Linked DNA regions of Mus musculus: region 1 is linked to region 2. A link is a contact called in public promoter capture Hi-C data. All regions are on one chromosome and are shown on one strand. The core of a region is the stretch at or near the end of the contact, and the rest is flanking DNA. Distances in the headings are between cores, read along the strand shown.

The links. Promoter capture Hi-C pulls out the DNA fragments that hold promoters and counts their contacts.
Region 1: a contact with region 2 is called in a promoter capture Hi-C map of trophoblast stem cells, with 2.9 times the contacts expected there. The contact joins the promoter of Timm8a2 here to the enhancer-like site in region 2. A contact is called at or near these places in 7 of 39 promoter capture datasets (cranial neural crest, hematopoietic stem and progenitor cells, liver and 3 more), 1 of 15 datasets of contacts at CTCF or cohesin (pro-B cells), 1 of 484 Hi-C or Micro-C datasets (embryonic stem cells), 1 of 115 datasets of contacts at active chromatin or transcription factors (embryonic stem cells) and 2 of 9 other capture datasets (adipose tissue and liver).

Annotation. Positions count from the first base shown.
Region 1 is chr14:122,031,832-122,037,868 of GRCm38.p6, forward strand. It overlaps Timm8a2 (translocase of inner mitochondrial membrane 8A2), which reads left to right and starts at 2,843. Exons shown (of 2, transcript NM_001037744.1): 1 at 2,843-3,181; 2 at 6,016-6,037. The coding sequence starts at 2,856. The coding sequence ends at 3,149.
Region 2 is chr14:121,849,846-121,856,290 of GRCm38.p6, forward strand. No RefSeq gene overlaps it. Among named protein-coding and RNA genes, the nearest start is that of Ubac2, 26 kb to the right of the region's middle. Within about 2 kb of position 2,951, at least 24 of the 459 cell types and tissues checked have an H3K27ac peak or open chromatin away from gene starts, as enhancers often do. A contact at or near this core is called in trophoblast stem cells, where this site is marked.

The DNA of each region.
Region 1 (6,037 bases), core at 1,593-4,092, 180 kb after region 2:
GTGGCCATGGCTGGCCTCTACTTCTCTACTCTTTCTGCCTTTCTCTGGCTCTACTACCCTCTTAACTCATGTGACTGGTCCCTCAGGGGTAATTGGCATAGGTCCACCACACCCTCTTCCCCCATACCTCACCACAGCCCCACAAAACATATCTTATACTTCTTTATCTTTTTATAAACATATCAGTAAGCATTTACTAAGGAGCCACTGTGAGCAAGGCACACACTAAGTTCACACGAGTAAAAGTGATTGCCAAGTGCCTGTGTCCGTGCATAAGTAGCAACCAGAGAAGGCCAGCCAAGGCACACCTTGTGGGAGAACAAAAAAAAAAAAAAAAAAAAAAAAAAAAAAAAAAAAACAGAAAAAAAAAAAGCAAACATTTGTCCCCAGCCAAAATGAGGAGAGTCTCCCAGGAGAAAACAAGAATTCTAATTGCCCAGAGGAAGTTCCCAAATGATACCCAAAAGTTGTTGGTTTTACAGTTTTACAGTTTTACAGATGTAAATAGATTGAAAGGGTTGGTCATGTGGCTCAATTGCTGGTGTGCTGTGTAGCATGCAGGAGCCCTGGATTCAGGCACCAGCACTGCTGCAGAAAATTAAAAGTAGGGTCTCTTGTTCGTTGACAAGTGGTGGGAATTACCTGTAACCCCAGCACTGGAGGGGACAGAAGTGGGGGATTAAGAGTAGGGGAATGCCAGGGCAGGAGGACAGAAGTGGGTGGGTGGGTGGATGGTGGAGCACCCTCATAAAGGCAGGGGGAGGAGGGATGGGATAGGGGGTTTCCGAAGAGGAGAACTGGAAAGGGGAAAACATTTGAAATGTAAATATAGAAAATATCCAATCCACAAAGAAAAGAGTTTGGTACCAACCTAGGCTGCCTATCAAGTTCAGGGCCAGTCTTTGATCCATAGAGTTTTGTGGTTCTTTGTTTGTTTAAACAAACTGACATTCCTTACAGCAATAAGGAAGATAGAGCTGGTGAGGAACAGCCTGAGAGAGTCACTGGTAATTACTTACACATCCCAGCCAACAGTAGAGCAGTAGGCTTTGGGTGGTTGTATTTCTCGCCTTTATAGCATCCAACCTACCTAACTGGGTCTCTTGCATTTCCACAGACTGAAGAATTTGTGACTTTTTCTTCAAATTTTTAAAAACATATTCCAGTGCTTTCCTAATGTATGTCTATGTACCATCTGCATGCCTGGTGTCCACGGAGGTCAGAAGATGGTGTCAGATCCCCTGGAACTAGAATACAGACAGTTGTGAGCTGCCATGTGGGTGCTGGAAACTAAGTCGGGTCCCCTGGGAGAACTTCAATTGTTTTAAACATCTGAACCATCTCCAGCCTTCTAACTGTGGGGGTTCAGAGTGGAAACCAAGAAAACCAGCTTCAGATATGGAAGCTTAAAAATGAAAGCTTTATTTTCCGAGTGCTCACTGGGGCAGCCAGCTCTGGATCTGAACTGCATCCCAGAAAGGAAACTGTACAACATTTCTAAAAGATGGGAACATAAATCAAGGGGTTAAGCAAGTCTCCCATTGGAGACTGGACTGTATCCAGAGTACCTGGCTTCAAGGTCTTTAATGCATTCTCCTAGACATTAGGTCCTGAGCTCAGAGTGATAACGGGGTAAAGGAGTGGGCCAGCTGCATGTAGTTAGTTGGGGTATAAAACTTATGCACCTTGGTTTAGATAACATCAGTTTCTATATTCTTTACCAGTTAAAAGACAATTAAGAAAATATTTGGAGAAGTAGGATATGTGTTCGTTCCCAGGCCTGAGAATATGAACTTGTTTGACCCTGTCAGCAAGATGGAGTTGTCCTTGAGATAACTGGTCTCAGACAAAAGTCTCCTTACAAGTTGTATCTGAGATACCAGGACTCAGACAACTATTTACAACAGAAGCAGTTCAGCTATAGAGAAGTCCCCAGCTCCCCCTGGGGCCCTGGACCTTGAATTTAGTTTCTCCCTGTGCTTAAATGGAGTCTGGAAATGAAATGGTAGTACTTAGAATGAGTTTCTTTTGCTTGTTCCCAACATTGTGACATTTTCAATCCTTCTTTATTTCCCATTTTTAACCAAAATCTTCTTAAAGGTTAAAGAGCTGAAGATCTCACATCCCTAAAAAGGCATATTTTCAGTGGTTATGCCCCACAGGAAAGAGGAGTTAGAAGGCCAGGACCAAGTAAATGTGTGGGTAGCAACAGGTGTGCAGGAGGCTGAAGTCATACAAATGGGTTCATGGTGTCCGTTCATTGGGTCACGTATTTTTCTCCCACTTCTCCCTTAATCTGGAATGTTGCAAACAGAACCCGATGTAATATTCTAGTCAAGGTAGGGATGATGACTGTCGAGGGTTGAAAATGGAGGGAGACTTAGCCATCTATTAGGACCTGGTAAAAATTAGGACCAAATAGAATTGAGCACCACCTTGTATGGCTTTGGCAAATGAGGGCATCAGTCAGAAACGCTTTCTGAGAATGGTCTGTAGATCCTCTGTATCTTCGAAATGTCTGTCAAATTTTATCTTGGGAAATGTAAGCCGATGGGTTTAGGATGAACCAAAGGTAAGCATTGCTTCCTTGGTCCATTGTCTTCTTCATTCAGCCTGAGTTTGACTGCCATCAGCTTGTTCATGAACGATTTGGAAAGCCTTACGGAGTCTAACAGTGCTAATTTAAGATTTCCTTTAAAAATCTTTACTAAGGTAAGCGGAGCCAGGCAGAGCAGCCTGCAGACTAAAAGGGCCAAGCTTCCTAGGTGGGCCTGAGGCAGCCATGACACTTCCGGTTCTCGTTCTCTAGCAGGACGCCTGGTGGGTGGGGCACTTCCGGTCCCTGGCTCGCTGTCATGGAGTCCGCCTGGTCTTCCCGGGGGACCAGCCTGGGATCTTCAGACCCGCAGCTGCAGCGGTTCATGGAGGCAGAGGTGCAGAAGCAGAGGGTGCAGTTGCTCATCCACCACATGACAGAGCTCTGCTGGGAGAAGTGCATGGACAAGCCCGGGCCCAGGCTGGATGGCCGGGCGGAGCTCTGCTTGGTGAACTGCGTCGAGCGCTTCATTGATACGAGCCAGTTCATCTTGAATCGACTGGAGCAGACCCAGAAGGCGAGACCACTCTTCTCAGAAAGACTTTCCGACTGATCTCAGCGTTTCCCCCGCTTTGGAAAAGGGAGGTAGGTGGGGAAATGGACAGCTTTGAGGAGGGGATGGTGATGAGAACAACATGGAGGGGTGTCTTATCATCTAAGAATTAGGAAAGATTAATTACTTTTTTTTTTCAATGTTTGTGGGGTTGAGGGTCATGGGGGTTTGAGATGTGGATGGTCGTTTATTTCTTTCGTTTTTTAGATAGAATGTCACCATGTAGCCCTGGCCAGCCTGCAACTTACTCTGCAAACAAAACTAGTCAGGAATTCTGCATTTGCCTGCTCCTGCCTCCTGAGTGCTAAAGTTAAAGATGTGTGTGTATATCTGTGTATGTCTGTATGAATTTATGCCACTGTGAGTGCAGTGTCCATGGACGCCAGAAGAGGGCTTCAGATTCCTGGAGCAGGAAGTGCTCTAGGCATCTCTGAGCCTGTGGGTTGTGTTTTAAGGTAATGTTGTGAAAGTGATTGACAGATGAATAAGAGCTGCATTAGGTATATGTGGAGCTCAGCTCCCCACAAGGTCCCCTTAACTGCTAGTTTGATATTGATAGTGGAACTGCTTTCTGTAATTTGGAACCACACAATAAATCTCTTTTTGTGTGAGTTCATTCTAGATATTATAGTAGAGCTTATTAGGTGAAGCTGAGCTTAATGACACATGCCTTTAATCCGAGCACTAGAAGGCAGATAGACTGCAAGTTTGAGGCCAGTCTGGGCTACATAGTGAGATAGGGTACTTCATAAGAATTTCTTAAGAAATCAAAATTAACATTACAGTTGTCTTAGGGTTTCCATTGCTGTAAAGAGACACCATGACCAAGGCAACTCTTAAGGACATTTAACTGGGGATGGCTTATTGGTTCTGAGGTTCTGTCCATTATCAACATGGCAGGAAGCATGGCAGCACCTAGGAAGGCATGGCTCTGTAGGAGCTAAGAGTTCTACATCTTGTTCTGAGGGCAAACAGGAGAAGACTGGCTTCCAGGCAGCTAGGAGAAAGGTCTCAAAGCCCACGCCCACATTACTTCCTCCAGCAAGGCCACACCTTCTCATAGTACCACTCCCTGAGCCAAGCATATACAAACCCACAACAGTTATGACTGGCAACTTATGAGAGAAGGAAAGGTGGGGGGAGAGGAGGCAGGAGTGGAGGAAACAGCTGGGGGAGAATAATTTGTTATTTGACTGAGGCTCTTTATCTAGTGGTGTCCAGGGCTGGGAATAAGATCCATGGGATGTTCATACAGTACCTTCGGTACATTCTTTCCTTCCCCCATGACTTAGTAGGTATCTATCCTACAGTGTGCTCTCCAGGTAGAACAGGCAGCCTGACCCTTGTGGGCCCTTTTTATAAAGGAATTCGCCGATGCCGATGAACTTAATTCTCACTACTAGACTGGCCTAAGAAGAACTTAATGTACTCTGTCTATATAGCAAGGTGCAAAAAGTTTCAAAATGTGCCTTAAGAGATACGAAGATTTGTATGGTTTCAGGGAGGGCATGCCTGGTGCTTATTATTATAGGATCCACTTATTAGGTTATTTTGATTGATTTTTTTTCTATCTATGAGGTTTGAAGAATAAAACATACCCCTAAAGCAAAACTTTAGCTTTCAGAATTCTTTTCATTCTCTCCACAACCTTTTCTTGGAAGACACAACCTGTTGGGCTTGTAGGTAAAGGGGGGTGGGCAGAAGGGATGGAGAGAAGGGAGATAGAGATAGAAAAATAGAGATAGAGATAGAAAGATAGAGATAGAGAGAGGAAGAGGGAGGGAGAAGGGATCAGAATAAATTGAGCTTCGCTATGGACAACTTCTTTAAAAGACAGGATCTTGCTTGCAGTGTAGCTGCCTGACTGGCCTGGAATTCACCATCTAGATCAAATTGACCTTGAACTTGGAGCAGATCCTCTGTCTCAGTATCCTGACCACTGGGAACATGGGCGTGTTTCGCCATAACTGACTTGGCTGTTTCTGTAAAAATCCAAAGAATTTATCGTCACAATTATGACTGAAGCTTTCAAGATGTATCTGATTCCAGGAATCTCATTCCATTTGGAATACATAATAATAATAATTATTATAATTATAATACATTTATACAGATACAAGTCTTCCAAACTTTCAGGTGCCCTCTAGAGATCTCAATATTTTCAGAATTTGATTTGGAGGTATCTGTTGAAAGGACAGAGGAGTTTAAGATCATGACCTTGACTGATCATTTCATCTGCCACGATAAAAATGTAAAGGGAGGCCTATAAGATGGCTCCGAGGGTAAAGGTGCTTGCTGCAAGAGCCTAGCAACCTTTATTTGATCCCTGTAGCCCGCAATAAAAGTGCATAGAGATAACTAAGTCCTCAGAGTTGTTCCCTGACTGCTGCATGTATGCTGTGACAAGCATGTACTCAGAACCACAATAAATAAGTCACTAAAATTTTAAGGAAAATAAGTTTTCACCAAAGCTTAGCTCCTTCAGGATTGAGAAAACTCTTCAGTAATCAGGAAGAAAGAGGGCACAGGGACCATGTAGAGCACATGCTATCTTGACCTTGTTTACTCGCTGTCACTGACTCTGAGGTCCAGGAGACAGGAGTTCGTAAACAGAGGCAGGTGTGTTTATAGGGCCAGAGCCGGGAGAAGAGAGGTTCTAACTTCACATTGCTGTGCCTGCAGCAGGGTTTGAGGGTATAGGGAAAGAGGAATCCAAGGCTAGGGATATGCATGAGAAGGGTTAAGCCAGGGATGAGCCAGGCTTAGGTTAGCTGTGGGATAAGCCAGGCTTAGGAAGGCGCTGCCAGGGGCTTGGGCTATGCTCATGTGTGAATGGGATTCCCTAGAGAACGTTTCCTTCTTTCAGATCCCTGTACTTAGGGTTTCGG
Region 2 (6,445 bases), core at 1,701-4,200:
GGGAAGCTCTTATCCATTCCTTCTGACTTAATCATCCCAGACCCATACAAAGAAGAGAAATGTCTATTCTACAGGCGGGGAAGAGACAGATGAATTGCCAAATGCCCCACATAGGAGGATAGACGGGGTGTTCTTGAGATTCAGATAGATCAGGGGATCCAGGGAAAGTTCATACTCAAAGAGATACTTATTCTGGACCTTGAAAAAAAAGATAGAATTTCATCTGGAAATTATGAGAAGAGGTTAGCTGTGTGCCAGACAGACTAGGAACTCAGACCCAGGGAGAGTTCAGTGCAGGAATCAGACCATCTGCTCGGTCTACAGTGATTGGCAACAGGGTAGCTTGGAGAGGGTCCCCTGAACTGGTTGTGGTCAGGCTGAGAAAAGTCTGCAAGGACCCTCTGAAGGTGTTCATCCTGAAAGATCATGGCCAGAGGCAGTTTCAGGAAGCCCGGTCCCCGAACACTGCTTATACTACATGTAAATGAGTTGTGGCTTTACATCTGGGACAGAAGTTAATTCTCACCTCACTAATAATGATCGCTATTTGCCATGGACCAGAGCTAGGCCTTTAGACTCAAAGTTCAATACCCTATCCATCTCAGTACGTTTTGAAGAAGTCTGTCACTACTAACCATATTATTATTATTATTATTGTTTGTTTGTTTTTGTTTTTCGAGACAGGGTTTCTCTCTATAGCACTGTATGTTCTGGGACTCACTCTGTAGACCAGGCTGGCCTTGAACTCAGAAATCCGCCTGCCTCTGCCTCCCAAGTGCTGGGATTAAAGGCATGCGCTACCACTGCCCAGCCTTCATATTATTGATTGTACAAGGGATGGGGGCTTGAAAACCAGTGGTATCATCTTTCATAAATTATTTTGTATTTGAGTTCCTTGAACTTTGGGTAAAGGTAGTTATAAATAGCTGTTTAAAACATTTTTAAAAGATTTGTTTATTTTTATGTATGTATAAGTGAGTTTAAGTGCACCACATGTGTGCAGGTGCCCCCCAAAGCCAGAGAGCATTGGTTCCTCTGAGAGCTTACAGAGAGAGCTTACAGGCAGATGTGAGCCACCTGATATAGGTGGTGTAACTGAACCTGGATTCTCTACCACAAAAATAAGCACTCTGGACTTAACCCTAACAAAAGCATGCATCAGTGAGAAAGAATTCAATCTCTAATAGCCACATAAAAATGTTAGGGGTAGCCAGTAGCCAAGTGCTGGTGGTGCACACCTTTAATTGCAGCACTGGGGAGGCAGAGAAAGTCAGATCTCTGTGAGTTCAAGGCCAGCCTGGTCTACACTATGAGTTCTAGGACAGCCAGAGCTGCACAGAGAAACCCCATCTCAAAAAGCCCAAATCAGCACCATCATAGGGAGGAGCCTGGTAACAGGCAGGCACATATAGCAATGCAGCAGTAGCTGAAGGCTCACATCTGGTCCATAAGTGGGAAGAAGAGAGAGAGCTAACTGGGAATGGAGTGGGATTGAAACCTCAAAGCCTATCCCCACAGTCCCTCCAGTGCCACACCTCCTTCAACAAGGCCACACCTCCTAATCCTTCCCAAACAGCTCCACCAACTGGCAAGTACTCAAACATAGGAGCTATGGGGCCATTCTCATTCAAACACCACAGGGGTGTTCTGTCCCTGACTCCTTCCTGGTCTGTTCCCTGCCAAATATTCCCGATGCCCTAATGTATAGTATTAAGTATTGACTTCTAAGTACTCTGAAGCCAAGATCCAAAACAAATCTTTTTCTTATGTTGGCAACATCAGTGAAAAGCTGTGATGGTTTGAATGAGAATAGGCCCGTGGGGGACATGATCATCAGAGAGTAGAACTCTCTGAAAATAAAATATTTCAAGGGTTAGGGGGTGTGGCCTTGTGGGGGTGGGCATGGTCATATTGGAGTGGGTGTGGCCTTGTTGGAGGACGTCTCACTGGTGTGGACTTTGAGGTTTCAAAAGCCCATGCAGGACTCAGCTTCTATCTCCCTCCCTCCCTCCCTCCCTCTCTCCCTCTATCTTTCCCTCCCTCCCTCTCTCTACGTGCTTTCTTTCCTAATAGTTACCTTGGTCATGGTGTCTTTTCACAGCAACAGAATGGTGGCTAAGACACTAGCTAATCAATACAATTCCCACTGCCCCACACTGCATTGTGACTCTTGGTTTGGTCAAGACTGCAGTGTCTGAATATTACATGCTGGATGGTACACTTCTGATAAAACCACACCACACTGCTTAGAGTCTAATGACGTTGCTCGTCAGCGCTGTGGGTGACCTGGGTCTGAACTCCAAGTCCCTAGCACACCAGGTACAACTGTGTCTCTTGTATTTATCTCTCGCTGCTGCTACTCTTTTCCTCCTTGGGGCCAGATTCCCTGTCTAGTTGGGATTTCACTGTTGATTCACAGGGGACGGCTGTGAGAAAACCAGCAAGCTGTGTGTGGTAAGGCGTTACCTCCAGAGGTCTCTCTTTACTAGTTTGTACAGCTCAGCCTCTTCAGGTGATGGTCACACACTGACTAACTCATGGAACTGGGAATGAGAGCAATAGGTTTACAGTAACAAAATAACAAAATAACTAAATAAAATAATACAAATAAATTAAGAGTCCTCCAAGGGAGATGTTTTTGCTGTTCACAAAGGGGGGCAAATTCACACCTCTGCAGCCTGTGACAGGCTCCGTGCTTCACCACATCTTGGGAAGTACCCTGGATTTTTCTTACCATTTCTTTGATGTGAGCTTTGAGATGGAGAACTATCAGCACACAGAGGCGCCTAAGCACAGCACCGGAACTTTCCACAACATTAGCAGCCTCCCAGAGGGCCACAAATCTCCTTGACACCTCTCAGGTTCTTGTCTCACATCCTCAGGGAGCCATGTGCAAGCTTCATTCTGGTTGCGTGGGGAATGAGTCAGACTGCAAAGCACGCATCCAAGCTCGGTGACTAAATTCTCATGCAGTCAGTCAGTCAGTCAGTCAGTCTGTGCCAGCTCAAGCACCCTCAGAAGACTCCGTGAGTGAATGAATTCCTCAGGCAGCTCACAGGTAGCTAGCGGATGTGTGCTTTCATCCACATAGCTGCGTAGAATTTCCTGGCTTAGCAGTAAAGTAGGGTGATAATGGTCTGAGTATTGCCCTCTCAATATCTCCTGGAACAGCCAGGAGCAAAGACCGCGTCTGCCCCATAAGTGTGTGTGTCAGTGATAGTTGTGATTCTTCCAGCTCATGCTGACAGCTGTGAGGAATGTCATGTAGTATTTTGCTCCAAGCAGAAATGTCTATGGAGCCTTCAAGATCAATGTGTTCCCAAGAGCACCAAGATCAATGCATCTCCAAGGGCATGCGTTTCTATGGGAAAACTGTAAATTGCATATCTCTTTAGCCCGGGATGTCATGAGAGCCTAATAGTCACATGCCTTTGTTCATGAATTAATCTGAAATACCTGTCACTTTATCAGAACCTACATTCCTTTTTATGTTAAAATATTGATTGACAGATAATGATAGAGCATAAGATTCTCTAGGAGACATTATAATTTCTTCTCCCCAGATGACAGTCACATATCTAATAATGCATAGAACTGAGAATAATTTCAGGGACCTGAGTCACAATTTTCAAGAGGCCTCCGTGGAGGTGACATTATTTCTCTGATATTCACAGAGGAAAAATTCACTCCCCTGCAGATTAAATTGGTGCTAAAAAGAATATAACTATAAAAGACCCCATGAGCTATGAAGCATTTACACTAATGTGTATCATTGCTTTATTACAAACATTTTTCAAACTTATAGTATGCCAGGTACTGCTCTTAGGCATTCATTCTCATCAACAGGCAATTCAAAGTCCATACAGCATATATTCTAGTATTTGGAAGATAATGTGTTTTTTAAATTGCGGGTTTTAAAAAATATTTAGTTTTTTTCCATGTGTGTACTCATGCATGCACGTGTTGGGTTCCCTAGAACTGGAGTTAGAGGCAATTGTGAGCCTCCATGTGGGTGCTGGGAATTGAACTCACGTCTTCTACATGAGCAGTCAGTGCTCTTCACCCTGAACCATCTGTCCAGCTCTCTAGATTTCCAATAGAAGGACAGGAGGTAAAATTTGAAACTTTGATATAAAATAAAGCAAAGATAATGTCTTAGTTAGGGTTTTGTTGCTGTGAAGAGACACTATGACCAAGGCAACTCTTATAAGAGAAGACATTTTACTGGAGTTGTTTACAGCTTTAGAGGTTTAGTCCATTATCATCATGGCAGAAAGCATGGCAGCATGCAGGCAGACATGGTGCTGGAGAAGGAGCTGAGAGTTCTTCATCTTGATCTGCAGGCAGGAGGAGACTGGATTCCATACTGATTGGAGCTTGAGCACCTCAAAGCCTGCCCCCAAAGTGGCACGTCCTCTAATGAGGCCCTCCTAATAGTGCACTCCCCATGGGCTAAGCACTCATACACATGAGTCTATTGGGCCAAACCTACTCAGACTATCACAGTTAACGGCAGAAAGAGATCAGTGCTGTTTACATAATGAGGTTAGAGGAGACCTCATCCAGGCGGTGCATTTGATCAGAGGTCTGTGAGATGGGAAAGAGTGAGCTGTAGGGTGACAGGAACAAGAGGGTAAAACAATGTACATGCAAAGTATAACATGCAGGTGTCTCGTGTAGCCATTGACCTGAATGAGGGATAATCTAGAGAGAAGATATTCTGAGCATCTAATATACAAGGAAAGAGGGGATTTTGTTAATCCCACCAGGCAAGAATAAGACCACTACTTCAACTTTTGAGCCCAATCAGAAGCAAGCTTTATTAAATACTGGCCAGGACAATGGACACTGGCCAGATGAATCCCCCAGATTATCAGAGAATGGCCGTGAATTATGTTAGTCAAGTGCTTACAAGGGCAAAACCCGTAAGGCTACTTCCTGCCTTCATTCAGTTGGGGCAAGCATCTATCCTGACATACTCGCACCTTCTGCCTATATGTGATCAAAAACATCCTGTGCGGTTGAAGCAACCAACCTTGTTTACAGAAGTGAAGACACCAGGCTTGTTGTCTTACATAAACAACAGCCCCCAGAACTCCAGGAAGTCATCTGTCCTTGGACAAGTGGGGCTTACAAGTTAGAGGCATTTTTGTTTTATAGATTTCTTAAGCATAGTGACTCAAACTTATAACGTTATTCATCACAGCTCTGTCACTTAAAAGGTACAAAGAGTAAAACTCCACCGACAGAAGAAGGCAAAAAGAAGCAAAGGGTCAGAAGGAAGGAAGCACAAAAGCGAGATTTCCCTGAAGTGTTGAGAGCCTAAAGCAAGTGTGTTCATCCATAAACATTATTACATACCCACCTTCTCTGACTTGTGAAAACAGGCCTTACTTGGATGAAATATCTACCCTTGAAGGGAACATTTACAAAAAATAAAAAATGTTTTCTAGGAACTTTAGGCAAATATATTTGCAACACTTCTGTGAACTCAGTGAACGACGACATCTCTCCAATATGTTAACATCACACATCACACTCATCATTTTCAAAACCCTAAAAGTCAAAATCAAACGTATAGGCAGAGCACCTTGAGTTGCCTTCAATCTTGCAACTTCCTAGTCAGCCAGAGCTACACAGTGAGGCCCTGTCTCAAAAAAACAAAACAAAACAAAACAAATAAAAAATAAACAATAACAAAGTGACAGGAAAAACAGAAGGGTAGGTAGGGGCTAGCTGGATGGCTCAGCAGGTAAAGGCATCTATCATCAAAACTAACAAACTGAGGTTGAATCCTGGGACCTGCTTAGTGGAAGGAACAAACTCCCACAAGTTGGCCTTTGACCTCCATACAAATGTACTGTGACCCACTCTGATGCACTTAGACACCCCCCACACACACACACATATGCACACATAGAATAAATTTTAAAAATGGTTTATAAAAGGCTGTCTGAAGCACAACTGGGAGAAGTTTCTGAATGATGCAGAATACGTAAAGAATGTATACAAGCAAGTGAGAGAAAGGCACATAAGCTGTGAGAAGAAAGAGGGCGACGGGCCTAGGAGGCATCCCCCTTAGAGGAAACACAAATGAGCGTTAACGTATGAGACGATGCTCAACCTCATTAGTTACTTGAAAAAAAATGCAAATTTAATCTTCAAAGGAGAACATTGTGCACTCACCAGATTGGCATTCATTTTAAACATCTAATGATATCAAGTACCGATGAAAGATAGAAAATGCAGAAAGTATCATTTATTGACTGTGGACGTATGATGTTAGTGGTCTAGGGCTAGAGAGATGGATCAGCAGTTAAGGCCTCTTTCTGCTTGGCTTAGTCAGTGTTCTATTGCTGTGAAGAGACATCATGACCCTGACAGCTCTTATAACGGAAAGCATTTAACTGGAGTTTGCTTACGGCTTCAGATGGTAGTCCATTAT